7 separate regions of the Mus musculus genome follow, and all the other regions are linked to region 5. A link is a contact called in public capture Hi-C and promoter capture Hi-C data. All regions are on one chromosome and are shown on one strand. The core of a region is the stretch at or near the end of the contact, and the rest is flanking DNA. Distances in the headings are between cores, read along the strand shown. Region 1 overlaps Hhat (hedgehog acyltransferase). Region 2 holds the start of Rps6kc1 (ribosomal protein S6 kinase polypeptide 1). Region 3 holds the start of Vash2 (vasohibin 2). Region 4 overlaps Hhat (hedgehog acyltransferase). Region 5 holds the start of Nek2 (NIMA (never in mitosis gene a)-related expressed kinase 2). Region 6 holds the start of Angel2 (angel homolog 2). Region 7 overlaps Nsl1 (NSL1, MIS12 kinetochore complex component).

What was found. Promoter capture Hi-C pulls out the DNA fragments that hold promoters and counts their contacts. Capture Hi-C pulls out chosen DNA fragments and counts their contacts.
Region 1: a promoter capture Hi-C map of pre-B cells shows a contact between it and region 5, with 5 times the contacts expected there. The contact joins the enhancer-like site here to the promoter of Nek2 in region 5. A contact is called at or near these places in 3 of 39 promoter capture datasets (embryonic stem cells, hippocampal neurons and pre-B cells), 1 of 115 datasets of contacts at active chromatin or transcription factors (microglia) and 1 of 9 other capture datasets (liver).
Region 2: a contact with region 5 is called in a capture Hi-C map of macrophages, with 4 times the contacts expected there. The contact joins the promoter of Rps6kc1 here to the promoter of Nek2 in region 5. A contact is called at or near these places in 1 of 115 datasets of contacts at active chromatin or transcription factors (large pre-B cells) and 3 of 9 other capture datasets (adipose tissue, liver and macrophages).
Region 3: a contact with region 5 is called in a capture Hi-C map of macrophages, with 7 times the contacts expected there. The contact joins the promoter of Vash2 here to the promoter of Nek2 in region 5. A contact is called at or near these places in 2 of 39 promoter capture datasets (embryonic stem cells and hippocampal neurons), 2 of 484 Hi-C or Micro-C datasets (both in embryonic stem cells), 3 of 115 datasets of contacts at active chromatin or transcription factors (embryonic limb bud, large pre-B cells and microglia) and 3 of 9 other capture datasets (adipose tissue, embryonic stem cells and macrophages).
Region 4: a promoter capture Hi-C map of hippocampal neurons shows a contact between it and region 5, with 2.5 times the contacts expected there. The contact joins the enhancer-like site here to the promoter of Nek2 in region 5. A contact is called at or near these places in 4 of 39 promoter capture datasets (the 3T3-L1 cell line, the HPC-7 cell line, hippocampal neurons and 1 more), 1 of 15 datasets of contacts at CTCF or cohesin (large pre-B cells) and 11 of 484 Hi-C or Micro-C datasets (B cells, the Ba/F3 cell line, the G1E-ER4 cell line and 6 more).
Region 6: a promoter capture Hi-C map of pre-B cells shows a contact between it and region 5, with 10 times the contacts expected there. The contact joins the promoter of Angel2 here to the promoter of Nek2 in region 5. A contact is called at or near these places in 8 of 39 promoter capture datasets (the 3T3-L1 cell line, the C10 cell line, erythroid cells and 3 more), 12 of 484 Hi-C or Micro-C datasets (CD4 T cells, CD8 T cells, the G1E-ER4 cell line and 8 more), 6 of 115 datasets of contacts at active chromatin or transcription factors (bone marrow-derived macrophages, large pre-B cells, memory CD8 T cells and 3 more) and 3 of 9 other capture datasets (adipose tissue, liver and macrophages).
Region 7: a promoter capture Hi-C map of embryonic stem cells shows a contact between it and region 5, with 2.4 times the contacts expected there. The contact joins the enhancer-like site here to the promoter of Nek2 in region 5. A contact is called at or near these places in 6 of 39 promoter capture datasets (the 3T3-L1 cell line, the C10 cell line, embryonic stem cells and 3 more), 7 of 484 Hi-C or Micro-C datasets (the G1E-ER4 cell line, the N1E-115 cell line, double positive thymocytes and 3 more), 2 of 115 datasets of contacts at active chromatin or transcription factors (large pre-B cells and stem cell-derived neural progenitor cells) and 2 of 9 other capture datasets (adipose tissue and liver).

The regions. Positions count from the first base shown.
Region 1 is chr1:192,751,229-192,754,818 of GRCm38.p6, reverse strand. All of the region lies in intron 2 of Hhat (hedgehog acyltransferase), which reads left to right. Among named protein-coding and RNA genes, the nearest start is that of Gm22265, 7.5 kb to the right of the region's middle. Within about 2 kb of position 1,533, at least 165 of the 459 cell types and tissues checked have an H3K27ac peak or open chromatin away from gene starts, as enhancers often do. A contact at or near this core is called in liver, microglia and pre-B cells, where this site is marked.
Region 2 is chr1:190,910,490-190,913,932 of GRCm38.p6, reverse strand. Rps6kc1 (ribosomal protein S6 kinase polypeptide 1) reads left to right here and starts at 2,163. Exons shown (of 15, transcript NM_178775.4): 1 at 2,163-2,377. The coding sequence starts at 2,273.
Region 3 is chr1:190,977,698-190,981,263 of GRCm38.p6, reverse strand. It overlaps Vash2 (vasohibin 2), which reads left to right and starts at 2,266. Exons shown (of 8, transcript NM_144879.2): 1 at 2,266-2,558; 2 at 2,677-3,083. The coding sequence starts at 2,808.
Region 4 is chr1:192,581,110-192,584,893 of GRCm38.p6, reverse strand. The region is part of intron 10 of Hhat (hedgehog acyltransferase); the gene reads left to right. Among named protein-coding and RNA genes, the nearest start is that of Gm31011, 67 kb to the right of the region's middle. Within about 2 kb of position 1,818, at least 7 of the 459 cell types and tissues checked have an H3K27ac peak or open chromatin away from gene starts, as enhancers often do. A contact at or near this core is called in hippocampal neurons, where this site is marked.
Region 5 is chr1:191,819,356-191,822,972 of GRCm38.p6, reverse strand. Nek2 (NIMA (never in mitosis gene a)-related expressed kinase 2) reads right to left here and starts at 1,500. Exons shown (of 8, transcript NM_010892.3): 1 at 1,232-1,500; 2 at 609-826; 3 at 241-481. The coding sequence starts at 1,327.
Region 6 is chr1:190,926,346-190,930,123 of GRCm38.p6, reverse strand. It overlaps Angel2 (angel homolog 2), which reads right to left and starts at 1,619. Exons shown (of 9, transcript NM_021421.4): 1 at 1,366-1,619. The coding sequence starts at 1,424.
Region 7 is chr1:191,083,151-191,086,581 of GRCm38.p6, reverse strand. Nsl1 (NSL1, MIS12 kinetochore complex component) reads right to left here. Exons shown (of 6, transcript NM_198654.3): 6 at 2,024-3,431. Among named protein-coding and RNA genes, the nearest start is that of Batf3, 14 kb to the left of the region's middle. Within about 2 kb of position 1,446, at least 98 of the 459 cell types and tissues checked have an H3K27ac peak or open chromatin away from gene starts, as enhancers often do. A contact at or near this core is called in adipose tissue, embryonic stem cells, neutrophils and 1 more, where this site is marked.

The DNA.
Region 1 (3,590 bases), core at 284-2,783, 930 kb before region 5:
TTCTCTTTCTTTTTCTGGGGACTGAGCCCAGGGCTTGATATGGACTGAGCCAACCAAATGATACACAAATACCAAATGAGTACCAAGTGAGTATACCAAGTGAGACACACCTCCGTCTGGTTTTTGTGGTTTTGAGACAGGGTTCTTCTATATAGCCCAGGATGACCTTGAACTGCAGACCATCCTCATGAGTTCAGTGGCAAAATAAACAAATACATAAATAAATAATTCATTTTTAAAAAGCTGAAGGTTTGTAATCTTAGGTGGGGGTTAGGGGTGGGGGTGGTGTGAGGGACTGAGGTGGAGGGTGGAGGAGTCGGGTAGGTGGGTGGAGATATAGACAGGCAGATACCCAGGGATTGCTGGTCCACTAGTCTAACCTGTTTGACAAGTTCCAGTCCAGTGAGAGACCTTGTTTCAAAACATAAGGTGGACAGTGTCCCTGAGGGACATCAACCAAGGTTGTCCTCTGATCTCTACATACAAATATATACACTCTCGTGTACACACACACACACACACACACACACACACACACGCACACACGCACAAAGACATAAAAAAAAAACACTACCAATAATGAGTGTTGGGTTGTGTTCCCTTGCAGTACCTCATCAGACGAGAGATGATTTTCTCTTTTTGACCTGCTAATGATATTTTTATTTTAAGGGAATAAAGTTTTCAGGAGCAACCACAGTGACTTCTGCTGTGTACCTTCCCTGGCCATGGTATTTTATCAACCTCTTTTCTCTGAATTGAAAAGACAATCAGTTTCTGAGTGTGCCTGGTCAGACCTCGGTTTTATCCTTGGAGATTCCAACATGGCACCGAGACTCTTTCGTATACCATGGGCCCCTTCCTTTCTTGTAAACCATGTAACTGGTGCCTGAAGTCTCTGTCGCTTGCTTTCACTCTCTTGCAAGCTTGTGGCTACCCAAGTTCCCTTCGAAGCAAGATTCCTCGAAAAGTTCCCAAGTGTTTCTGGGCTATTAGCATATTTACCTTTGTCTTTTTAAGGCAGTGTGATGATAATATTTTTCAAGGTTCCTGAGCTTTTCGGATGTGTCGACCACACTCCAGAGTCAAATACTGCATGTACCTTATGTCCCTGTCTTAAGAAATTGTTCAGATTTATCCATTTAGCAGATTTATTTTCTTTCTCAAAGAACAAAGTTTGGCAGCTTTTCTGTTTTCTGTGATAATCACTTTCTAATGAAAGTAGCCATGTGGGATCCTGCTGACCCAATAGTCTGCAAGCATGCCTTTCTGCAGAAGTTGCCTGTTACTGACATTTGCATAAATGGACTTCTGCCTTCTGTAGATTTGAGGTTTCAGGTCACCTACTTCCCCTTCTTTAGCTGTCAGTGAACTGTTGCTAATGTCTTTGTAAACGAGTGCTAACACCCGGGGATCTAAAAACAGCTTTCCTGGTGCAGAGTTTCTGTCTGACTTGCCACCTCTCATTTCTTTGTTATTATGTAGCAGTTGTCTCCAGAGTAGGATACAGCTGTAGCGAACACGCTTGCCCCACGCTTTCACTTTCCCCTGTTAGCCCTGCAGGCACAGCCATTAATAATCTGGGTCTATGAGAGCATGACACAGCAGCGGTTGTAATAATGAGAGCTTGACACAGCAGCAGTTGTTAAGTGGGCCTTTTCCTTTACATGGTTCATGCAATGCATCAACCTCTCACAGGACAAGGGCTGGGTGAAAAGGCAAGTACTAACTGTTGCAATTGAGGATTTGTTTGCAAGTGGGTTGGTGACTTTAGAGAGCTTATTCTACCATGTGGGTGGGGGAGGCAAGGGATCCTGTCCTTGAACAGGTGGCCTTGCCTAGGGAGCTTGCTGAGGGTGAGAGGGGCCACTGAGGGGACTTTGGTGATAGGACTTGAGTGCCTCGCTCTGCAGGTTGCCAAGGATTGAATCTGTCTCCCAGTGTCCTTACATCAAAGCTTCCAGTGTGTCAGATGGCACTTGACCAAGTCCTTGTCACTCACAAAACTACTGAGTCACTGCCTTCCTCCAGGGATACCAGATCTCTTAGCCCAGCCCCTTTCAGGCTTGCTTTGTTATTGCCTTCTGTGTTGGTTATTGTCCTTACAGAACTTTTCACCAATCACAGCAACGTGGTGGTTGAGAAAACAGGCAATGATGTGGAGTGTCTTCCTCATTCCCTACCTGCTTTATTGCTTTGAGACAGGGTCTCTCACTGATTAGTCTAAGCTAGCTGCTCTGCAGCCTTGGAGATTCTCCAGTTTCCACCTCTCCGGGACTGGGTTTATAGATGTGTGCTGCTGTACTAGGCTTTTCCTGTTTGTCCTGGGGATCTGAACTCAAGACTCCATGAGCACATGAGACTTCATGGTACAGTGAGCACTCTACTAATGATGCCATCTCCCCATGCCCCTCTGCCCAGAACATGGCTCTATCAGCAATTGGCTTAAGTTCAGAGTTCAGGAGGCTTGGTCTGCTTGGGAGGTCTTCCTGACCTTGGTTATTTTGCATCCTATTTACAGATCTCATGTGTTTTTATTGAGTTATTTGTGACCCACATTCTCATTCTCTGAGAGAATTGGAGGAAGAAAGAAGAGGTTGAAGCCCTGGGTCTCAAAAGTCATGGAAAACCTATCCTACCATGTATGTCTCTGCTGTAGCATAGTCTGCTTATGAGGTTTTTTTTATAATAATAATAATAATAAATTTATTTGCCAGAATATGATGATACAGGTATGCCATTTTCTTTTTTTTTTTATTTATTAGGTATTTTCTTCATTTACATTTCCAATGCTATTCCAAAAGTCTCCCATACATCCCCCACTCCCCTACCCACCCACTCCCACTTCTTGGCCCTGGCGTTCCCCTGTACTGAGGCAGATAAAGTTTGCAAGACCAAGGGGCCTCTCTTTCCAATGATGGCCGACTAGGCCATCTTCTGATACATATGCAGCTAGAAACACGAGCTCTGGGGCGGGGGGGGGGGGGTACTGGTTAGTTCATATTGTTGTTCTACCTATAGGGTTGCAGACCCCTTTAGCTCCTTGGGTACTTTCTCTAGCTCCTCCATTGGGGGCCCTGTGATCCATCCAATAGCTGACTGTGAGCATCCACTTCTGTGTTTGCTAAGCCCTGGCATAGCCTCACAAGAGACAGCTATATCAGGGTCCTTTCAGCAAAATCTTGCAGGTATAAGCAATGGTGTCAGCATTTGGAGGCTGATTATGGGATGGATCCCTGGGTATGGCAGTCTGTAGATGGTCCATCCTTTCATCTCAGCTCCAAACTTTATCTCTGTAACTCCTTCCATGGGTGTTTTGTTCCCAATTCTAAGAAGGGGCAAAGTGTCCACACTTTGGTCTTCATTCTTCTTGAGTTTCATGTGTTTTGCAAATTGTATCTTGTATCTTGGGTATTCTAAGTTTCTGGGCTAATATCCACTTATCAGTGAGTACATATCATGTGAGTTCTTTTGTGATTGGGTTACCTCACTCAGGATGATGCCCTCCAGGTCCATCCATTTGCCTAGGAATTTCATGAATTCATTGTTTTTAATAGCTGAGTAGTACTCCATTGTGTAAATGTACCACATTT
Region 2 (3,443 bases), core at 914-3,413, 910 kb after region 5:
GTTCACCAGAACTGACAAAAGACCAGAGGCAAAATCCCAAGAAACAAAACATTACAGGTTCTTAGAAGGAAATGCCACCAAAAAGAGACTAAAAAGGAGTCATCTCAATATAAAAAAAAAGGAAAAAGAAAAGAAAAAAAGAGAAAAGAAAGAAAACCTCTAGGCCAGAAATGTCTAAAGCTGATGGGATGATGGGGTCATTAGAAAGTTTATTCGGAGCCTTTTCAAAGGATCAGCACACTACTGACGCTAGACTGACTGCCCAGGAGAAAGACTGAATGGATGAGGTCATACCCACTCAGTGGACAGTGAGGAAGGGTGAAATGCAACAGAATACCATTGGTCCTTCTTCCTGGCTATCTGCCATCTGTCTTTCCTGTATCAGGCAGTTTCCTTTGATCAGAGGCCATTCTGGATTATCGGTTTTCTATAGCATGCCATGGTATGTACTGGTCATATTTATATACTTCGTTGCATACTAGTGATGGTATGTAAAGAAAGAGAGGAACAGTCTTTATAACTCCAATGCCTCATTAGTATAAAGTCTGACACATAGCAGGTAGTGAATTCAGGGTTAATGAATAAGTGATAGCTAGTTTTTTGACTGTATAGGCTTGAGCTAGAGAGATAACAGCAGTTAAGAACACCTGGTGCTCTTGCAGGGGACCTACCTGGATTTGGATCCCAGGACCCACATGAACCATCCTGGGGATCTGTGGTGATTTTTTTTTTTTGTGGGTACCAGGTATACATGTGGTCAACATACATGCAGGCAGGCAAAAGACCCATACACATAAGAGAAATAATAAGAAAAGCCTAAAGGCTCAGAAGAGGTTAATAGTCGAAGATCAAACATACAGGGTGGAGACATTATTAGAACAACGTTTTTCTTTCTGCCAAAGAGAGTGGAAATCAGCACATGAGTGGAGCAAGTAGTTTTCAAATGAGCAAGGGTGTCAGGCTGGGATGGAGATGTGAGCAGACAAAGGGTGCTAAAGTCACTCTTTTCCTTTGTAAAAGGATTTTTATTTTTATGTCTATGGGTGTTTTTCTGCTCTTAGGTATGTGTACTACTTGTGTGCTGGAGGAGGCCAGAAGAGGGCATCAGATCCCTCAGAACTGGAGTTACAGGCAGCTAAGAGCTGCCACTGGCATGCTGGGATTTGAACCTCACCCATTCCTCCGGAAGAGCAATCAGAGATCCTAACTAACTACTCAACCACATCTCTAATTCTTCTTACCATCTCTGTTTCTCCCTCTTTGTTTCTTCCCTTCCTTCCTTCCTTAATTGTGTGTTCTAGGGGTTAGAAGGCAGGGAGGAGAGGAAGCAAGAGACACAGAATTAACAACGACAGAACCTTGCAATGAATCTTTTGGGAATGAGAGCTCTGATCAAGAGAAAGTTAAAAAAAAATTGCCAGGTAGGGGATGCCAATCAATAGAAACTGGAGACTCTTTGTAGTGACTTTGAGAGTCTCCTTCTACAACCCCCACAACAGATGCACATTTAAGAGTCTAGGGACTGTTGAAAAAACAACAAACTTCTTTGTTGTTGTTGTTGTTGAGAGTCTTGTTATGTATAGCAGACTGCCCTGGATCCTGTGACTGAGCAAATTTTGTGTTTTGAGACAGGTTCTCCCCATGTAGCCCAGCTTAACTCTGAACTCACTACTTGACCCATGTTGGTCTCAAGCAATCTCCCTGAGAGAGTGGGAGGGATGCACTTCTATTCTACGTAGGGTGAGGGCTTGTCGTGCAGCTGTAGGTATGTCAAAGAGGGTTCATCTACGGGAAAATGGGGACGTGTCTGTCAGAGCGCTGCGATGTTGCTGTGGGCACCGCACAGAGTAAGTAGGGAAGGAAAGGAGATGCTTGGCTCGGGTACCGCTGCGTCCATCACCCAGGACTCTACAGGAGCACAGGGCGGGAGGCCCAACCCTCTCCCCAGCTCGCAAATTCTAGTAGACATCGAAGCTAGTGCACCAGGAGACTTAGTAGGGACGCCTCCGGTATCCATGGCGACTGAGCTAGGCGCTAGTAACCACAGCGGACGATACAGCTCGGAGAGGATCCAGAGCCGCACCTTCTTATCCCGAACGTCGACCGGGATGACCCGGAAGTCTGTGTGGTGATCCGGAAGCAGATCCAAGCGACAGCCCCCCAGGAGCCACCGCCCCCTCTTCGCGGTGCTCGTGCTTAGTGCTGCGTGGAGTCCGGCACAGCTGGGGCTGCCCGATGGTCCCCAGCTGGCGGAAGCACGGGCGGAGGGAGGATGACCTCTCCTTGGGGTCACAGTGCGGACCTGGCCCGCTTCTACACTGTCACCGAGCCCCAGCGACACCCCAGGGGCTACACTGTCTATAAGGTTACCGCACGGGTGAGTTTCTGGATAGGGACACTGGGCGGGGCACGGGCTCCGGGCTGCGGCTGGGTGCGGCGAGTGGTAGGTAGGTTGGTAGGGAGGGATGGAGACTCGGACAGGAGACCCTAGACAGTACACAGGAACTCCAGGCAGAGATGGGACTCTAGGTTCGAGATGTTGAGGACCCCAGGCAGGAGATGGGATCTCAGAATGGAGATGCTGGGGACCCTTGCCAGGAGACAGGACTCCAGGATGGAGATATTGGAGACCTCAGTCAGGAGAGAGGGACCCCAGGATGGAGATGATGGGAACTCTAAGCATGAGAATGGACTCCTGGTAGACTGGAGTGCAGGCTCCATAAGGGATGCTGGGCTCCACCAGCCATTCTGGGGTGGAACACTGGTGGATGTCTTTAAATGGATGACCTAGTCCTCTGTCCTATGTGGACTTTCTCTTGAAATGAAATTTGCAGAATTGGGCTGGTGCATTCCAGAGGGAAAACACACACTTAAAAATGTTAGTGGGTGTGTTGTGGGGCTTATGTAACGGAAGGGACGTTTCCTCTTCTCATTCAGTGGCTGGCTTGCCGTGAGGCAGGTAGAATCTTGGGAAGATTTCGCTGTTAAGACGCTCGTCTTGGATCTTTAGCCTTTGCTTCTGAGTTTTGATGAGTCTTTTCAGGAGACACATGTGTACTTAAGTGAGACTTGAGGGTGGTTGGTGTGGCACAATGGCTCAGCAGGTAAAGATGCTTGCTGTCAAGCCCGAAGAACTGTTTTCATTCCCTGGGACCTACATGGTGGAAGGAGAGAACTGACTCCTGCAAATTGTCCTCTGACCACTGAAGGTGTCGTCCCCCCAAATAAATAAATGGTAATTTTTTTTTACATAAATTCACTGTTCCAAATTTAGTACTGTTTTTCTTAAATTTTGTTGCCTCAGCTTAAGTTTTGAGAACTCGTTTTCCTGGGAAATGAGAACAATAACATGAAATAAGTGCTTATGTGCACTGCTGTGTGTATGCTGGGCATTTTGTACAACTTCATGATGAGGAAGCAGATTCAAGGAAGTTTAAAAGTTT
Region 3 (3,566 bases), core at 1,017-3,516, 840 kb after region 5:
TGAACTGCAGACAGGAGAGAAGGGCGTTTGGGATGAGCAAACAGGTGGGTTTCCTTTTAATTAGGAACGAGATTCCCTGGGCACACATTGTCTTCTCCCTCCTGATTCTTTCCCAGGTGTGCTTGTTGCCCGAGGACCGTTAAGAATGTTCTGACATAGACTGGCGTTACTGTGCTCAGTGATGACTCCATCCATAGTCTCATGCCCAGGGCTCTGTCCTGGTAGGTTTAGAACCCAGGTTGCCTCCATTGATCCTCTACTGATCCTGGCTCCCACCCTGCCTGCCTCATAGAGGTTTCCATCCCAACTCCCACATAGAGCTGAGCAGCCAGAAACTAGTCCTAGGCAGGGCTCTTCCCCATGGTGTCCAGCTGGGAGATTTGCTTCCCATGGTTGACAGACAGGCTCCTAGATGTTCCAAAGAAAGTTACATGACCTAAGAGCCAAAGGGGCTCTGGTTTTCCTCACAGAGCAGATGAACTGTGTGTCCTGGGATACACAACTCAGCAAGAGACAAACCTAGACTTATTGGACCTCAGGGTCAGCAGTCTGTGGCTTCTTCCACTTTGGCTTGCTCTTTCTCAAAATAAAAGTAAGAGAGAGAGGAAGTGAGAGAGGGAGGGTGGGATGGAGGAAGCAAGAAGGAAGACACTATCACTAAGAAAAAGGTACTTTGGGCTGGTGAGATGGCTCAGTGGTTACTGGCTGGTCACCAAGCCCGAGGTCCTGAGTTTGACCCCTGGAACCTATGTGGTATAATGAGAGAATGGCCACCAGTACTTTGTCCTCTGATCTCGACACACACACACACACACACACACACACACACACACACTCCACACGTACACCTACATACTTACACACGCTCTCCAAATCCGTACACCTGCACACTTACACACGACAAATGCAAAATGTAAAAGGTTTAAAAATATTTATTTCTAATATTTTTAAATTACATGTCTTTGCATATATGTCAGAGTCAGCACAAACATGAGAGCGCAGGTGCCCAGGAGGCCCAACTTGTGTGATCCTCCTGAAGCTGAGAACGGGTGCTGAACCCAAAGTGCTGGTCTTCCTTAAAGACAGTGATCTTAACTCGCTGAACCCAATACTCCAGCCTCACGTATAAACACACACACACACACACACACACACACACACACACCACACCACACACACACCACACACCACACACACACACACACACACACACACACGGGCTGGGGGGGAGGGAGGGGGAGAGAGAGAGGGAAAGAGAGAGAGAGAGATAGAAGGAAGAAGAAGAAGAAGAAGAAGAAGAAGAAGAAGAAGAAGAAGAAGAAGAAGAAGAAGAAGAAGGGAAGGAAGGAAGGAAGGAAGGAAGGAAGAGGAGGAGGAGGAGGAGGAGGAGGAGGAGGAGGAGGAGGAGGAGGAGAAGACGACAAAGAGGAAGACGACGACAAAGAAGAGGAGGAGAAGCTGTGGGAAGGCCACTCCCTTGGCTTCAAGCATCCCTCTACAGTGACTACAGAACAGAAGGGGCTCGAATTGCCTCTCACAGCAGCTTGGGTTGAAGAACCTTGTTATCCACATCTACTAATAGAGGATTCAGGGCTGTACACACTTGTTAATCTGGGGAGAAACTTGTAATGGAGAATTTAAATAAGTATTAAAGTTGGCCTTTCCTAGAGCCACCCAGAGCCCTGTGTAGTCACTGTGCCCAGCTCCTCGACCAACACTGCTCCACCAGGCCCACTACTTCCTTATCTCATCTCCGGAGCTTAGCTGCTGCGCCTCTGCCCGAGGGAAACTGGATCTTAGTCCCTGGACAGTCGCTCCAGCTCCGCGGGGCTCCCAGGATACTGCAGCATCGGATTTCGCGTGGCAGCCCAGCTTCCCTAACTCGTATCCCCTCCCGCCCGGGAACCCTGGAACCAATCGCAGAGACGCAGAGCTCCGGGTTGTAGAGTCCCAAGCTCGGGACCCGCCCCTCTTTGTTGCGGTGTCCAATGGCCGCATTCGGAACATCGGCGGCTGCCCGGGTGACTCAGTTATATGTCACAGAATAACATTCGAGAATGGGACATGGAATGAGGCGACGACCGCCTCAACCCCAACAGCCTTCTGCAGCAATGAGGCCGGCCCGAGGTGGGTCCCCGGGCCCCGCGCGCGTCGTGGCGGCCCGCAGCTGCCACTCGCGGTGCCCGCGCGGGACCCGCGGGAAGGGGGCGGCGCTGCGCTTGCCCGGGAACCCCGGCTGGAGCCGCCCCTCTCGCGCCAGGGTTCGGGGGGCTTCCGGGAAGACGCCAGGCCTCCCTAACAAGCAGAGGCTGCTGCGGCTCCCTCGCGCCAACCCCGGGCGCTCACGTGCCCGCTCGCTGTGGGACCGTGGCAGTCCACCACATCTGGGGACCCAGGGATGCGTGAAGCTGGAGGGGACCCTCGAGTCTTCTTGCTACACAGCTGTCTTGCTTTTTCCTACCCCGTCCCCTCCTCACCCCGCGCTCCTTGCATGCCTCCCCATCCCCGAGTGCAGCTGGGTGTGAGGCTTCGTGGCGTCTTTCCAGCCGCCTTGCTAGGTAATCGGCGGGGCTGGAAGCTCGCGTTAGTCCTGAAGGGTGGGTCTGGGGCAGCGAGGCGGGAACCCCCATGCCTGTCTTATTGAGCTGCAGTGTCTGCTGTTTCCACTGCTTTCAGGCCCGGTCGGTGAGCGGGGTTCCCTTCGTGTGTCCTACGGCCGCGAGAGTTAAAGGCCACCCCAACCTCCCGCGGGGCCCTGATCCCCGGCGTGCCGGCGTCCTCCGCCCCCTTGCCGTGTGCCCCTCATCATGACCGGCTCTGCCGCCGACACTCACCGCTGCCCCCACCCCAAAATCACCAAAGGCACCCGATCCCGGAGCAGCCACGCGCGGCCCGTGAGCCTCGCCACCAGCGGGGGCTCCGAGGAGGAGGACAAAGACGGCGGGGTGCTGTTCCACGTGAACAAGAGCGGGTTCCCGATCGATAGCCACACCTGGGAGCGGATGTGGCTGCACGTTGCCAAGGTCCACCCCAGAGGGGGAGAGATGGTAGGCGCCATCAGAAACGCTGCCTTCCTGGCTAAGGTCAGTGGCTTCGCTGGAAAGGGTGGGATGGGATGGGCGGGTTGGCAGGGATGGGACCTGCTCAGCCCATCCTTGGCAGGGCAGGGAGAAGAGACCTCGTGTCCAGCTACTGAGTCCTGTTCTGCTGCCAAGAGGAGCAGGCAGGGGGCTTGCTGGCTAAGCTCTGAGGTTGGGCTGAGCCAAATCCATTATGTATTCAGCTCCTGTAATATCTTCATCAAAAGCTAATGTCACCAGGTCAACACCAACCACTCCAAGAAAGCATAGAACCCCAGGGTCCACCCTATCTGCCCTCCGTGAGTGTTTTACCTCCCCCCCCACCCCCAGGTCTCCCTAGCAAATGACTTATGGAGTGAATTTGTAATCAATCAGCCAGACTTCTCAGTGTGAATCATTCCTAGAGTTTTTGCTAACCATCTTCATCTTCATCATCACACTCTTCCTATCCTTTTATGACAGTGATTTTTGATTTTTACCTCTGAA
Region 4 (3,784 bases), core at 569-3,068, 760 kb before region 5:
CTGGTGGTCCTGGGTTCTATAAGAAAGGAGGTTGAGCAAGCCATGGAGAGCAATCCTGTAAGCAGGCTCCCTCATAGCCTCTTTATCAGCCCCTGTCCCCAGGTTCCTGACCTGTTTGTTGAGTTCCTATCCCCATATCCTTCAGTGATGAATAGTAATATGAAAGCATAAGCTGGACAAACCCTTTCCTCCCCAACTTGCTTTTTGGTCATAGTGTTTTGTTGCAGGAATAGAGAGACCCTAAAGCAGGTGACCTTCATTGTGTGGGCTTGGAAGAGGAGGGCACCGTGCTCACTGCCCAGATCTTTTACAAGCTCCCTGTTTTCTTCTGTGGAGCATGTCCTGTCTGTGCCACCTCCTGTCCTGTGTATAAATGTTTTTCTTCTCTTGGGGAACTAATATTTGGGTATTTTGGCTATATGGACTCCTCATCTTCTGTCTTATAACACTGGCTTGACTTTTCTTACCTGCTTCCTTATCTAAGGCTCGGTACCCTTTTCAGATGTGTGCTATCAGTTACACAAGGTTTGTGAAGGAGCACAGATATCTAACCAGCAAATCGTAGAGGGTTTTTTTTCGTGAGGTCACTGATGGAACATTTCAGAATGCGTTACCTCTCCCCACTTTCAAATTTTTAAAGGTCAAGGTTTCTTAAGAGGCAGACCTTCCTCTAAGCTGCTGTTTTTGGTTGAACAGGATACTGTTGAAGCCATTCTTGCCATATCCTAGGCTATTTAGTAGTCCTGAGGGATTTCAGTGTAGCCTGGAGAGGGAGGCGCCATGACTGTGAGCAGCTGTAACTTGGGCATGATGGTCATCAGACTTCCAGCCTCTCCCCCATGGGTCTTGATTGTTTATGCTCAAGGGAGGTGGCCAGAGTATAGGGTCACTGAGTGGAAAGACTAGAATTCCCTTTCCCACCCCCTTTTCCTAGCTTATAATTCATGAACTTAAGCTCTGTAAAGAAACGCAGAATCAAGTCTGAGATGCCCTGTTCACCTTCTTCCCATGATGCAGCTGGTGTGCAGGTATTCATGGGTTATGGAGCCTGTAACAGTTGTGGACTTCTTTTACTTCTTAGTGATAAGCTTGGAAAATAATTCTTTGGGAATGCAGAGATGTGTGTTATTTCTGTATGTTCATACATGGTCAGTGTGGAATGGGTGTGTGGTCTCCATGGTCTGTATGGAGTAGGTATGTTGGCATGCAGGGTCTGTGTGGAGTGGGTGTGTTGGCATGCAGGGTCTGTGTGGAGTGGGTGTGTTGGCTTGCATGCTCTGTTTGGAATGGGTGTGTTGGCATGCAGGGTCTGTATGGAATGGGTGTGTTGGCATGCAAGGTCTGTGTGGAATGGGTGTGTTGGCATGCAGGGTCTGTATGGAATGGGTGTGTTGGCATGCAGGGTCTGTGTGGAGTGGGTGTGTTGGCATGCAGGGTCTGTGTGGGGTGGGCATGTGATCATGCATGGTCTGTGTGGAGTGGGTGTGTTGGCCTGCATGCTCTGTGTGGAATGGGTGTGTTGGCATGCAGGGTCTGTACAGAGTGGGTGTGTTGGCATGCAGGGTTTGTACGGAGTGGGTGTGTTGGCATGCAGGGTCTGTGTGGGGTGGGTGTGTTGGCATGCAGGGTCTGTGTGGAGTGGGTATGTTGTCAGTTGACCCTTCTCCTGAGAGAATCTCCTGTTGTTGAATTTAAGCTTCTCGTTTTTTTTTTTTTTTTTTTTTTCCTTTGCAGATGGAGCTTCAGAGAAGCTTCCAATTCAAGCTTCTCACACATATGTGTGAACATTTCTTTAGGGCAGATACCAAGAACAGAACAGAGCTGGGACTCACAAACTCTCTCTCGGTTATATCTGGCCCACTGTCTTGTCTGTTCTTGGATGGCCTGCAGCTAAAACTGTTCCACCAAGTGCCCCCCTGCCTCTGCCATAAAATATAGATATCCATGCTTAGATATTTATTTATATTAAGCCCTCTAATCTATTGCACTGACCTAGCTGATTATCTGTATTTTAAATTCCAGGGTTTTATAACATACTGTTTCCTGATAGCCAAGGATCTTATTCCTCTTCTGATTCTTTTCCAGAATTTATTTGACTGTTTGTTTACATATTGATACCCACCTCTCTCTCTCTCTCTCTCTCTCTCTCTCTCTCTCTCTCTGTGTGTGTGTGTGTGTGTGTGCATGTGTTCAAGTGCATGCACGCACACTACCATGCACATGTAAACATTGGAAGATAACTTCACATCCTTGCCTTTCAGCTTGAGACAGGCTCTATCTTGTTTAATGCTACATAGGCCAGGCTAGCTAACCCATGAGTGTTGCACAGTTCTCTAGCTCTGGCAGGGTACAGTGAGATCGCAGACATTTGGGTTGCTGTGTAGCTTCTATATGGCTTACAGGGATTTGAACCCTGGTTGTTAGACTTGCTGGCACGCACTTTGCCCATAGAGCCATCTCCCCTAGCGATATATGAACCTTACAGGTGACTTTGGAACTGACACTCCCTAGAACTCCTGGTAGGGTTTCTACCGCAAAGAATTGGGTCTTCTTTGAATTGCACCCCAGTCCCAGTCCTTTACATTGCCATATCTTGTTTGTGCCACTGAAACAAAATTTCTGAGTACAAGTAATTTATAAACAACAGAAATCTGGGCTCACATGTGGCTCGGTGGGTAAAGTACCTGCTGTATGAATATGAAGACCTGAGTTTAGAGCCTCAGATACCACACACAGCCGGATGAGCTCATGAGTATCTAATCTCAGAGCTCCCGTATCCAGATGTTAGGCAGAGGCAGGAGACTCCTCAGATGATCTGTGTGTTAAGTTGATGTCTTGCTGAAATCAATGTGTGAGTTTGTTTCTCTTTTTTTTTATTGGTTATTTTATTTGTTTACATTTCAAATGTTGTCCCCCTTCCTGGTTTCCCCTCTACAAGCCTCCTATCCCATGTCCCTCCCCCTGCCTCTATGAGGGTGCTCCACCCACCCACTCCTACCTCACTGCCCTAGCATCTCCCTACACTGGGGCATCAAGTCTCCACAGGACTAAGGGCTTTCCTTCCCATTGATGCTAGATAAGGCCTTCCTCTGCTACATATGCAGCTGGAGCCATGGGTCCCTCCATGTGTAGTACTCTTTGGTTGGTGGTTTAGTCCCTGGGAGCTCTGGGGAGTCTGGTTAGTTGATGTTGTTGTTCTTCCAATGGGGTTGCAATCTCCTTCAGCTCCTTTGGTCCTTCCCCTAGTCCCTGGGAGCTCTGGGGAGTCTGGTTAGTTGATATTGTTGTTCTTCCAAAGGGATTGAAATCTCCTTCATCTCCTTTGGTCCTTCCTTGAGGGTCACTGTGCTCAGTCTGATGATTGGCTGTGAGCATCCGAATCTGTATTGGCCAGGCTCTGGCAGAGCCTCTCAGGGCAGAGCTATACCAGGCTCCTGTCAGCAAGCATTTCTTGGCATCAGCCATACTGTCTGGGTTTGGTGTCTGCAGATGGGATGAATCCCTAGGTGGGACAGTCTCTGGATGGCCTTTCCTTCAGTCTCTGTTCTACTCTTAGTCCCTGTATTTTCTTTGGATAGGAACAATTCTGGGTTAAAATTTTTGAGATGGGTGGGCGGCCCCATCCCTCAACTAGGGGCTGTGCCTATCCACTGGATATTGTCTCTACAGGTTCTATCTCCCATGTTGGGTATTTCAGCTAATGTCATCCCCATTAGGTCTTGGGAACCTCTTGCTTCCCTGGCATCTGAGACTTTGTAGTGGCTACCCCCAGTTCCCCATCCCC
Region 5 (3,617 bases), core at 251-2,750:
TAGCAACCCAAGCCTCAGTTCTTTGCATCTGAATGCTTCACCTAAGATATTAAAAAGTTGAATTCTAGGCCAGGTGTGGTAGCTCACACCCTTATTCCCGGCATTTGGGAGGCAGAGGCAGGAGAATCACTTTGAGTTCAAGGACAGCCTGGTCTACAAAGTGAGTTCCAGGACAGTCAGGGCTACACAGAGAAATCCTGTCTCAGGGAAAAAAAAAAAGTTGAATTCTAAAATACTCACAGGAGACATGTAATAGGGTGTGCCAACAAACGTTTTTGCAAAACTCGTGTCGTGATTTAATATTCTAGCTAGTCCAAAGTCCCCCAGCTTGACATTGTGTTTGCTGTCCAGGAAGACATTGGCTGGCTTCAGGTCCCGGTGAAGCACAGTGTGGCCACCATCGCTCCTTCTGTGACACTCTTTCAGGGCCAGCGTCAACTGAGTCATCACTCGAAGGACAAACTCTTCCTCCAAGTACTGTCTGGAGAAAAAGCACATTTCACAACCCTGAATAAAAGCCATCTTCAATCTGGGGCAAGTCATTCAGAGCGTACAAACATGGAAGTTAATTATTATTAGATACGAACCGTGGGGCTCTTTCACCTTACCTATCCTTGGTCCCCTTTGAAATGACACTAGCCAGGTCCCCTCCCTCACAGTATTCCATTACGATGTACAGGGTTGTGTTGGTTCGGTCAATAATGCGATCATAGTAACTGACGATGTTTGGATGTTTCAGCTCCCGAAGCAAGTTCACTTCAGACACAAGCATCTGCTTCTCCACCTCCGTCATGGAGCCATAGTCAAGCTCTTTCCACACCAGGATCTGAAATACAACATTTCCAAGGTGTGAGACAAAGGGTGAAATTTCCAAAGTTGAAAAACAAAACACTAACAACTCAATGGGTGTGTCAGTGAGGGAGTCGAGACCGGGTTAATTTAGTGGGAAGACCCACCCGAAATGTGGGCGGTACCATCCCCAGCGCTTGAGTCCGGGACGGCGTGTGGCGCAGCGGCGAAGCAGGTCACGTGAGCTCGTCTTTCTGCTCGCCGCGGATTCGCGCCTCCACCGGTTCCCAGCCGCGGCTGCCCGCTCCACGAGCCCGTCCCTTCTTAGGAGGCTACAGCCCGGTCCTTCACGAGAGTTCAGGTGGCCGCCCTGCCCCTCCCCAGCGTGGGCGACGCTTGCTTCTCCCTAAGCCCGCCGTGGAAGGGCTGCCCGGCGCCTCACCTTGCCGTCGCTCTTCCTCCGAATCTTCTGACAGCGGCCGTAGGAGCCGGTGCCGATGCTGTGCAGCACCTCGTAGTCCTCCACCCGGGACGGCATGGCGAGCGGCCACCCTGGCAACCACACCACCGCGCCGCTCGGAGCCCAGGCTCGCCCGCTGCAGGCCAACCGCGCCGAAACCCGAGCCCCTCGTCTGCCTGCCTGAGTCGGCGAGCAACCGGCCACCGGGTCAACCGTCGCGGGCTTCGGCCTCGCATTCTATTGGTCCACAGCGAAGGTGCATCTCAACTCTGATTGGCTGAGAAAACACAACACTGCTAGGCATCCTGGGAAAATGCGTGTCGCTAGGCAACCGCGTCGGCGTTGGTGTCTGCGTCTAGCTGCTCTACGGAATACGAGCCGCGCCGAAAACCCCTGGGATTTGGGATCGCAAAGCCTGTTGGGGCCTCGGTAATTCCATTCCTTGGCTGAAGTCGCTATGGTAACGGATGTCCGAGGCTCTGGACTGGAGACACTGGCCTTTTGACCTTTCCACTTTGACCCCACCCTTTTCCGACTCCTCTGCACTCGGGTCCTGAACCTAAGCCCTTGTGTGTTGAGGATTTGATGACCCTGAGGGTGCGGTGAGTGCACCGAGCACTTTATAGTCCTCACACCTAGAGAGCCAGAATCCCTGTTCCAGCCCGGCTTGGTGGCGCGCTCAGGCAGATCTCTGTGAGCTTGAGGACATCCAGAGCTTTGTAGAGGGTCCCTGCCTTACCCCCACCCGCGAGAAAGACACCCCACGCCCAGAGAGAGAGAGAGACAGAGAGAGAGAAACTAGGCCCAACTGCCCAGAAGAGAACTAATTAAAAAATAATAAGAATAAAGGATATTCATAGTAATAACGCAGAGTTGACATGTGTTTTCTGAGCACAGTTAGCATAGTCTAGATCTCTGAACATTAAACTGAGAGACCTGTTGAACATAGAAACGTATCCAAAGCTTAGGGACTGAGTATGGAAGCATTCAGAACAGAGTCACCACACTGCCAAATTGTACTTCTAAGACATCTACCAAAAAAGTGTGTTAGGAAAAAAAAAAAAAAAAAGGTGTTCCCTAATAGCCAATCCGGGAGCTGCATGCAGTTTGCTGACTTGAGCTCACATAGCCAGTGACATGGCCCCGCTTTGACTTGGGGAAGGGGAGCTAAAGGCTTCCATCCAGAGCAGGTGGGGGGTAATGTGCATTACCAGAAAGCTAATAATCTGCTGCATAAATGGGTCATTGTTCTTAAAATATCTGTTCATGCTGTGATTGAAAAAGAACCCAATGTCCTATTAATAAGAATTAGAAGCCTCCTTATGTTAAAAATAAATGTATTTTGTGCGCTGAATTTAGTATAAGCTAATTGGAATTGCCAGCCAGGAGAACTTTTAAATTAGCATTCAAGGACATTGTCACACCTCAAAGGGGTAGGATTAATTTAGGTCTCAGAAATTATATAAGGAGCTACAAATGCCTGAGGTCATTTATATGGTGTGTGTGTGTCATATGTGATGTGTGTGGTATGTTTGTGTGTGTGTCGTATGTGATATGTGTGGTATGTTTGTGTGTGTGTGTCGTATGTAATGTGTGTAGTATGTTGTGTGTGTGTGTGCTGTGTGTGTTGTTTATGATGTGTAGAGTGTTGTATGTGATATGTGTAGCATGTTGTGTGTGTGGTGTGTTTGTGATATGTGGTGTATAGGCGTGTGGTGTGTATGTGATGGGTGTACTGATGCTTATGTTGAGTTTGTTGACCAGCCTGCTTCACACACAACCTTTCATCTTCTTTCTAGACAAAGAGCTCTTACTCTTCGCTCCAAACACAACACACTTTCTCAGCTTCTCAAGACTAACTTGGTACTTGTCCTTCCAGTTGTTAGAAGTTCCACTTGCATCCCTACCTCGTGCCTTACCCCACCTTGGTTACTGTTGATTGACAGGATGTAGAATCACCTAGGGGGTCAAGCCTTTGGGTACACTTGTAGAGACAGCGTAGATTAGGTCAGCCTCCGAGCATGCCTGTGAGGGTTTATGTTAAATTAATCGAATGGAAAAGACACACCCTAAAAGTGGGCAACAATGTTCTTTGGTCCTTGCTTAGTTTCTTTTCTGTTGCTGCGAAGAAACACTATGGCCAAGCCAACTTACAAAAGAAAGCATTTAAATTGGGGGCTTACAGTTTCAGAGAGTGAGTCCTTTATTATCCTCATGTCAGGAAACATGGTGGCAGGCAGGCGTGATAGCACTGGAACCGTAGCTGAGAGCTTCCAGATTGAGATGTGAACCACAGAGCACAGAGAGAAGGGAGAGAGAGGGAGACTCTTCCTGGCATGGGCTTTTAAAACCCCAAAGCCCACCCTTA
Region 6 (3,778 bases), core at 370-2,869, 890 kb after region 5:
ATTAGAAAAGATAACCTATATTGTGTACTTTAAACTTAAGTACTCTCAAACTATTCTCTAAATCAACCCTACTGTAAATCTTTAAGGTCACAACATGGGCACTATATCTTGCAATTGACCCCGAAAGTCATTCAAAGGGATTTCAGCACTTGGATCTTGTCTTGTTTTGTTTTTAAATTTAAAAATTTTGAGGTGGCCCATGAGTTTGATCCCAGCACTCAGGAGGCAGAGGTAGGCAGATCTGAGTTGAAGGCCAGCCTGGTCTACACAATGAATCCCAGGACAGCCAGAGATACAAAGAAAAACCCTCCTTCTCTAAAAAACAAACAAACAAAAAACCAAGACAAAAACCAAGTCCAAGACCATCAGCACAGGCTGGTGGTGTCTCTAATTCTCCTGCCTCCACCTCCCCAGTGCTATAACGGTTTACTTTCTGTCTTGAAATGTTTCTATACTGCAACCTGCACAGTGACGCTTATTCTTTGGATTGGCAGTTATTTATACCACATCTTTTTCTTGTAAGATAGTGAGCTTTTGAGGGTTCGAACCTCAGTATTCTCTGAAAGCCCAGTCTCCACCCAAGGGCCAAGCACACAGCTGGTACTCAGAAAATGCCATAGCACAGGAACCAGGAATGGAGTGGGCAGATCCCAACGGCTTATGTAACGACAGTGTGCTATTTCCCACGCGTGGTACGATATAGTTTCAAAGGTTATACAAACCACTGGAATCTTAATAACTAAGTCCTCAAAGTTTATAGGAGAAAAACATAATCCGTACATCCAATTTAAGATTCGGTGGATACTACTTGGGGTGACATTATTAGAGGCTGCATGTACTGTGGCGCTTTAAAATTTCAAGTGAGTTATTTTTTTACTTTTGGAGGCGGAGTGTCACGCTCGCTGCCTAATCCAGGCCAGCCTCAAATTCATGGTTATCCTCCCGCCTCGGCCTCCGGGGTGTGGAAAGTGCAGGCGTGAGCCATCACGCCAGGCTCTCAAAGAGTGGATTGAAAGAAAAATACCCAGGACGGAGCAAGAACTTGAGTGGCGGTGAAAGTTGGCCTCCGCGTGACCGACGCTGCCCAGCCACCCCGGGGCGCGCAGCCTCCCTCCGGGCGGGGCCCTGCGCGCGGGCGGCGGCGGCGAGCGTGGAGGCCGCGCGAGGCCCGCAGGATCCCGGAGGCCGCGGCCACCGCTGCTGCCCGCCCGCGCGTTACCTCTCCCCGGGCGCCGCCTGGCGCGTCCCCGCCGCGGACCCTCTTCCTCCGCCTTCCTCCCGCGCCCCGCCGCCCCGCCCCTCCCCTCCCCGCCCGCCCCTCCAGGTCCCTCCCTCTGTCCATCCCGCCGGCCGCTCGCCACTGACCGGCCTCGCCCCGCCACACAGCGGCCGTAGCCCCTCCTCACACAGCGCCACGTCTCCATCTTGGCTCTCTGTGAGCGCCCAACGCCCGGGCCCGCGGCTGCACCTCAGCTTCGGCCGCTCGCCGGGTCCTACCGGATCCCCATCACTCGGCTCCCGGCCGGCCGCTAGGCATGCTGGGAGGAGCGTCTCGCCGCAGGCCCGGTCACCATCTTGCCTTCTGGGGCAGTTCCTTTAAGCAGTGCGACTCCGGGCATGCGCAGAGCGTGCGCGGACAGCCATTTCCTGGTAGGGCGGAAGGCTAGCGCTTGACGGCTTTCTTAAGACATAGGAAGGAGCAGGAGCTGCGTGAGACCTAAAGTGTATTTACGTGGTTGCGTAGATCCAAAAGGTAGATTTCCACGTTGAGGAAATACTATTCTGTGGGTTCCCGTAGAACTTTATAATTGATTTTGTGCAAATCTCAGAGAACCCACTTGTACATTAATTAGTGCGTTGATGATCCGAGTCTGTCAGATCGAGCGTAGCTTTCTTGGAAAACATAAATGGAGAAGGGACAGCGAGAATAGCGAGGCAGAGGGCACTGGAAACCAGGGTCGCTGCTTGCTTAGTTTCTTTGGTAGAGCTGTGTAGCTGTGGGTAGTAATTTCTTGGGAAGTTTTGTTCTTTTCCTTGTGTTAATTTTGAGAGATACTTTATCCTTCGTGTATATCCTTCTCTTTATCTGCAGTTGTTATATTGTGTAAACATGTCAGGAATGCTGAATTAGCAAACTCTGAGGAAAGCTAGTCTCTGATTGCACACGCACACTCGTGAGTGTCCTTAGACAAAAGTCTTGTGCAGTCCAGGCATTCGTCAAACTTATCTCACATGCCTGTCTGAGCACTGTGGTCACCAGCAACGTACTGCCATACTTGGCTTCGGACCACATTTTCATCAACCAATATGAAGTCTTGTTTTATGCATGTTCCTTATTTAATTTATATTGTCACTTCATTAACGTTAAACTCTGTCCAACAGTCTTCTGATACATACCTAATTGAAGATAATTTAGTACACATATTTTCTCTATATTACATCATTAACTTTTGTCACCTCAGAATCTTGCAGCAGTATACTTGGGGGGCACTTTTAATAGAAAAATCAGTAAAACTGTGGGAAAGGGACACTAAGTAGTCGGTAGAAAGGTTAGTTTTTTACGGTCTGAAAACTCAAGAGGGCAGAGTGCCTTGTTTAACCTCAGGGACAAGCACACTAGGCAACTAAAATTTGCCTTTCTCCTTGTTGGAGAAAAACCAAAACACTGTGAGGATTGATTTGGACATTTTAGGTAGGTTTTAGGGAGTAGGCAGTTTACAAACGCAGTGTCCACAAATGGGGGCTGACTGCTTGAGGTTTATACTGTCCTATTTTCTAAGGGTGATCACAATGTTGTTGTTAGTTACATGTGGCCAGTAGTGTCCTATATGCCTTGTTCCATAATCACATTGTAAGTGACTTGTGAACAGTGTCCATGACTCCTGTTCAAATCTATTCAACCTAGTACTCTACTGACTACACAACATACGGCAAACAAAGATCATTGATAGGGTTATTAACTGGAGCAGACTTAAGGAAGACCTGTCAATCACCAGACTTTCTCCTCCAAGCACACCTTAGCTCCTCTGCTTGTTGTGCAAAGAAAAATGTAGTGTTTTGAAATAAGCAAATGGCATTAAGGTCCTTCCTTCCTTCCTTCCTTCCTTCCTTCTTTCCTTCCTTCCTTCCTCCCTCCCTCCCTCCCTCCCTCCCTTTCCTTTGTTTGAGACAGGGTTTCTCTGTGTAGCCCTGGCTGTCCTGGAACTCACTCTGTAGACCAGGCTGACCTGGAACTCAGAGATCCACCTGCCTCTACCTCCAGAGTGTTGGGATTAAAGGCGTGCACCACCAACTGTCAAGATGCATTCTTTCAATGAGTTTGAAGGTTTCTTGATGACGAAAGACACTTTGGGAGCTGTCTGCTCTAGAACTTTAGAGAGAGTAGTTACCTTATAGCAGCATGGTGATTATCCTAAGGGTTGGAGAACTCTTGTCTCTGTAACAAAACAAAACACCATTTTTGCATTCATGTTCCAGTTGAAAGTTCTCAGCTCACATTGTTCTGTCCCCTTAAATAGATCCTGCTTTAGTCACTCAATAAGTTAAGCAAGTCTGTTCACATATGCTGACATCTCAACATTCAGACAGCTGAGGCAGGAGCCTGTAGAGTTTGAGACCATCCTGGGCCACACCAAGAACCTGTCTTAAAGAAGGGTTGTCTGAGAGTCTGGAGAGATTGCTCAGCTGTTAAGAGCTGTCAAGTGCTCCAGGCTAACCTTTAAAAGGCCATGTAGCTGAGGGTAACCTTGAACTTCAGGATCTCCTGCCTGCCTTCCCA
Region 7 (3,431 bases), core at 197-2,696, 740 kb after region 5:
AGAAGTTCAGCTACGATCAACAACTAACACCTTGTCACAATCAGTCTTACCTCCTTTTGGTTTTGTTTTTTGTTTCTTTGGGATTTTTTCTTTCTTCTTCTTTTTTTGGACAAGGTATTGCCAGGCATCCCAGGCTGGCCTCAAACTCTCAACCCTCCTGCCTCTGCCTCCCAAGTGCTGGGATCGTGGACATGTGCTATGAAGCCTGTCTCCTTAATCATCTACCTTTTTAAAAATCTTCCTGCTTGGTCATCACATCTACGCTTCTCCATTCTGTTACTATAAAAGCCTCACACAGTTGTTAGTGTGCTGGAGCAGTTCTTGGGCCATCCTGAGTCTGTGTTCCTGAGCTCTGCTCACATGTGGCCCCAGAATCGACTTTTATTCCCTTGGAGGGTTGAGAGGAGGTTCAGTTTTTGACGACTAGTCTGACTCTTCAGTTCCTGGCTAATTCCCCACCTCTTTGCCTCTCAATAGGACTGTCCAGATTCTTCATTGAATTCTGATAAAAATACTGTCTGTATAAGTGCTGTCCCCTAGGGAACCTATTTGCAAGCATGATTACACTTCCTTCCTTGGGTTCTGGGAGCCCCAGGCATGGCAGGGCATTCGCCAGCTTCTGGGGAAAGCCACGAGCATGTAGTCATCCTGGCAGGCTGGAGGAGCACAGGAGCCAGCGGGTTGTGGAGAGCAGCAGCAGGAGACTGAGCCGGGAAGTCAAACAGCCTGCTCCTGTACCAACCACACTCATCCCATCCCTGGATGAAGGCGGAGTCCCCACGGCCTAACGACCTTCTGAAGGTTCCTCCCACCACCTCTCAGCCTTTCACACTGGGACGGGCGGGCGGCCCACACAGACCACAGCCCTTGGTGCTGCTCTGGCCCTCTTTCTGCTTCTCTATGTTCCTCTTTTGAGACAAGCACCACCCACTCCATTGCCTTTCGAGTGAACCACTCGGTGGCTTGAATTCACCAAGAAGCCAACACAGCCTCTGCTTTAAAAACATTTCATGGCTGCCCATGGATGAAACATGCCTCTAATCCTAGTACTTGGGAGGCAAAAGAAGATGGATCTGGTCTACATAGTGAGTTATAGACCATCTCAAAAAATGAAAAAGTGTGTGTGTATGTAAGGGGGGGATGAAGGGGCCAGCACTCGTGACGCAGTGCACATGCAGAGGTCAGAGGACAGTTTGTGAGCATCTGTTGTCTCCTTCCAGCATGTGGGCCCAGGTGGCAGGCTTGGTGGCAGGTGCCCTCACATGCTGACCTATGGGATTTGCAGTCTTCTTGAGGCTCTCGACTCCTGGAACTTAGATTTGACCTTTTGTTTAAATTTTGCTGGCAGAGAATTTTTTTTTAAAGGTGTGTATGGGTCTTTTGACTGTATGTCCGTGAACCACATGTGTGCAGTACCCAAGAAAGCCAGAAGAGGGCATCAGATCCCCTGGACTGGAGTTCCGGAGAATTGTGAGCCACTGTGTGAGTGAGTGTTAGGGATCAAACCTGGGTTCCCCACCAATGGCTCTTAACTGCTGAGCTGTTTCTCAGGACCTCACAAAGAATTTTAAGAATTTTTTCCAATTCAGTCTTCCTTTTCCAAGAGAGAAAAATTTCAGTTTCTCACCTTCAGCTCCAACTGTCTTTTAAGCTTCAAAACTTTCATCTTGCCAATCCATGGCCTCAGAAGCTGCAACTCCCTTTGTGTCAATGGTGGCCCACTCCAAACGGCTGGTCTACACGGGGTGGTCTACACTGCTGTGCTTGGGGGCAAAGCTGGGCTTCCCAAGACTTCAAGCCTCATTTGTTCACTGCTTCACACGGACACACACACACACACACACACACACACACACACACACTTCAAGCACAAAGTAAATGTTAAATCACAGAGGTTCACACGGCCAACATTTCTTTTACATTCGCTTAATCTATCTATCCCTATTCCTTGTTTAAAGAGCAAATCCCAAGATATGTCACAACGCTATCAACACATATTCCTTAAAATACAGTAAAAATGCAATTACAATTAACATTTCCTTTTTATTTGTGGATTGTTTTATATAATAAGTTCATACATTGCAGTTTGTCTTATGAAGACTGACAGTGGGGTATGTGGACAAGTGGTAACTACAACCAAGACAAACAGCATTTCCCACACAGGCTGGGAGAGCTGTAATGGCCACACCACATTATGCTGCTGGTCTGCTCTCCCCTCGGCTTCTCCACCACAGCATCACTGCCTTGGGGCAGATGGTTAGCTGTGCCAGCCATCGGGACATCTATCACTAGATGATGACACACCGCTACCTCAACCCCCGCCACACACACCTTAAGTTATGATAGGAAAAAAACATCTTCACAATTACCACAGGCCTGCTGGGAAGAGAACCCCCATGAAGAACTCCTGTTGAATTGAGCCGGCCCCAAGGATGCTTGCAGTTCTCTGATCACCTAGCTTCTGCACTGAGGACGAACACCTCTCAGAGCTTACTACTAAGCGAGTGCTTTAAGTCACAGCCCATGTGTGGAAAGAGGCCTTTCACAATTTGACTTTATGGGTCCAGCCAGAGTCGCCTGGAGGATGCCCCAAGCCCACGCTCCCATCCTGCTGCACAGCTCTTGCTTCAGTGGAATCCCACCATGCTGCCTCCCAGTCTGCTCTCTAGCCTTGCCTCTTTGGGCACTTCCCAAGCAAAATCAGTCACAGCGCTTTAATGCCTGGAAAGGCACAGTGCGAGCAGTCACCTTCTGGAGTCGCACATTGGTTTCAGGGTGAGAGCTAGCTCACGCTGAAATGCAGAGCGCCACCCTGCTCTCCCACGAAAGCCAGCACCAAGAATGCCTTGTTAGGTGGAACAGGCACAGTGCCAAGATTCTGGTCTTTATACATTACTTTAAAGACCCAAACACTCCCCCATGCAATCATTAACTTAAGTAAAACAGAACCCGAGCTCCACAAAGCAGCGTGGCCATGAAGCTTCCCAGCTGAGAAAAGCAGAGAAACCAAGATGCTTGTGATCATCAGGACACAGTGAGCAAAGGCAACACAGATTCCCGAGTCATGATCAGTCAACTCCCCTGAAAATGGCCACAAGGGTGAGCACCCAAAAGGGAAATAGATGGCAAGTTCGGCGGCCCCGCCTATGACGCACCAGGTAAGAGACACAGGCACACTGCAAGAGGCTGTGTTGAAATCTCAGTGTAGGTTTGCTGACACGGCCTGAGTCTGACACTTACTCTGCTTAGATCTGTGGTAAATGACACGTCCATCAATCCTAATATGTACTTTGAACTAGAAGGATCTATTTGGAAATAAGGACTTTAAAAGAAGCCATCAGTTTCCAGTCAAATTATGTTCAAAGATTTATGGAAATTAGCCAGGCGTGGTGGTGCATGCCTTTAATCCCAGCACTTGGGAGGCAGAGGCA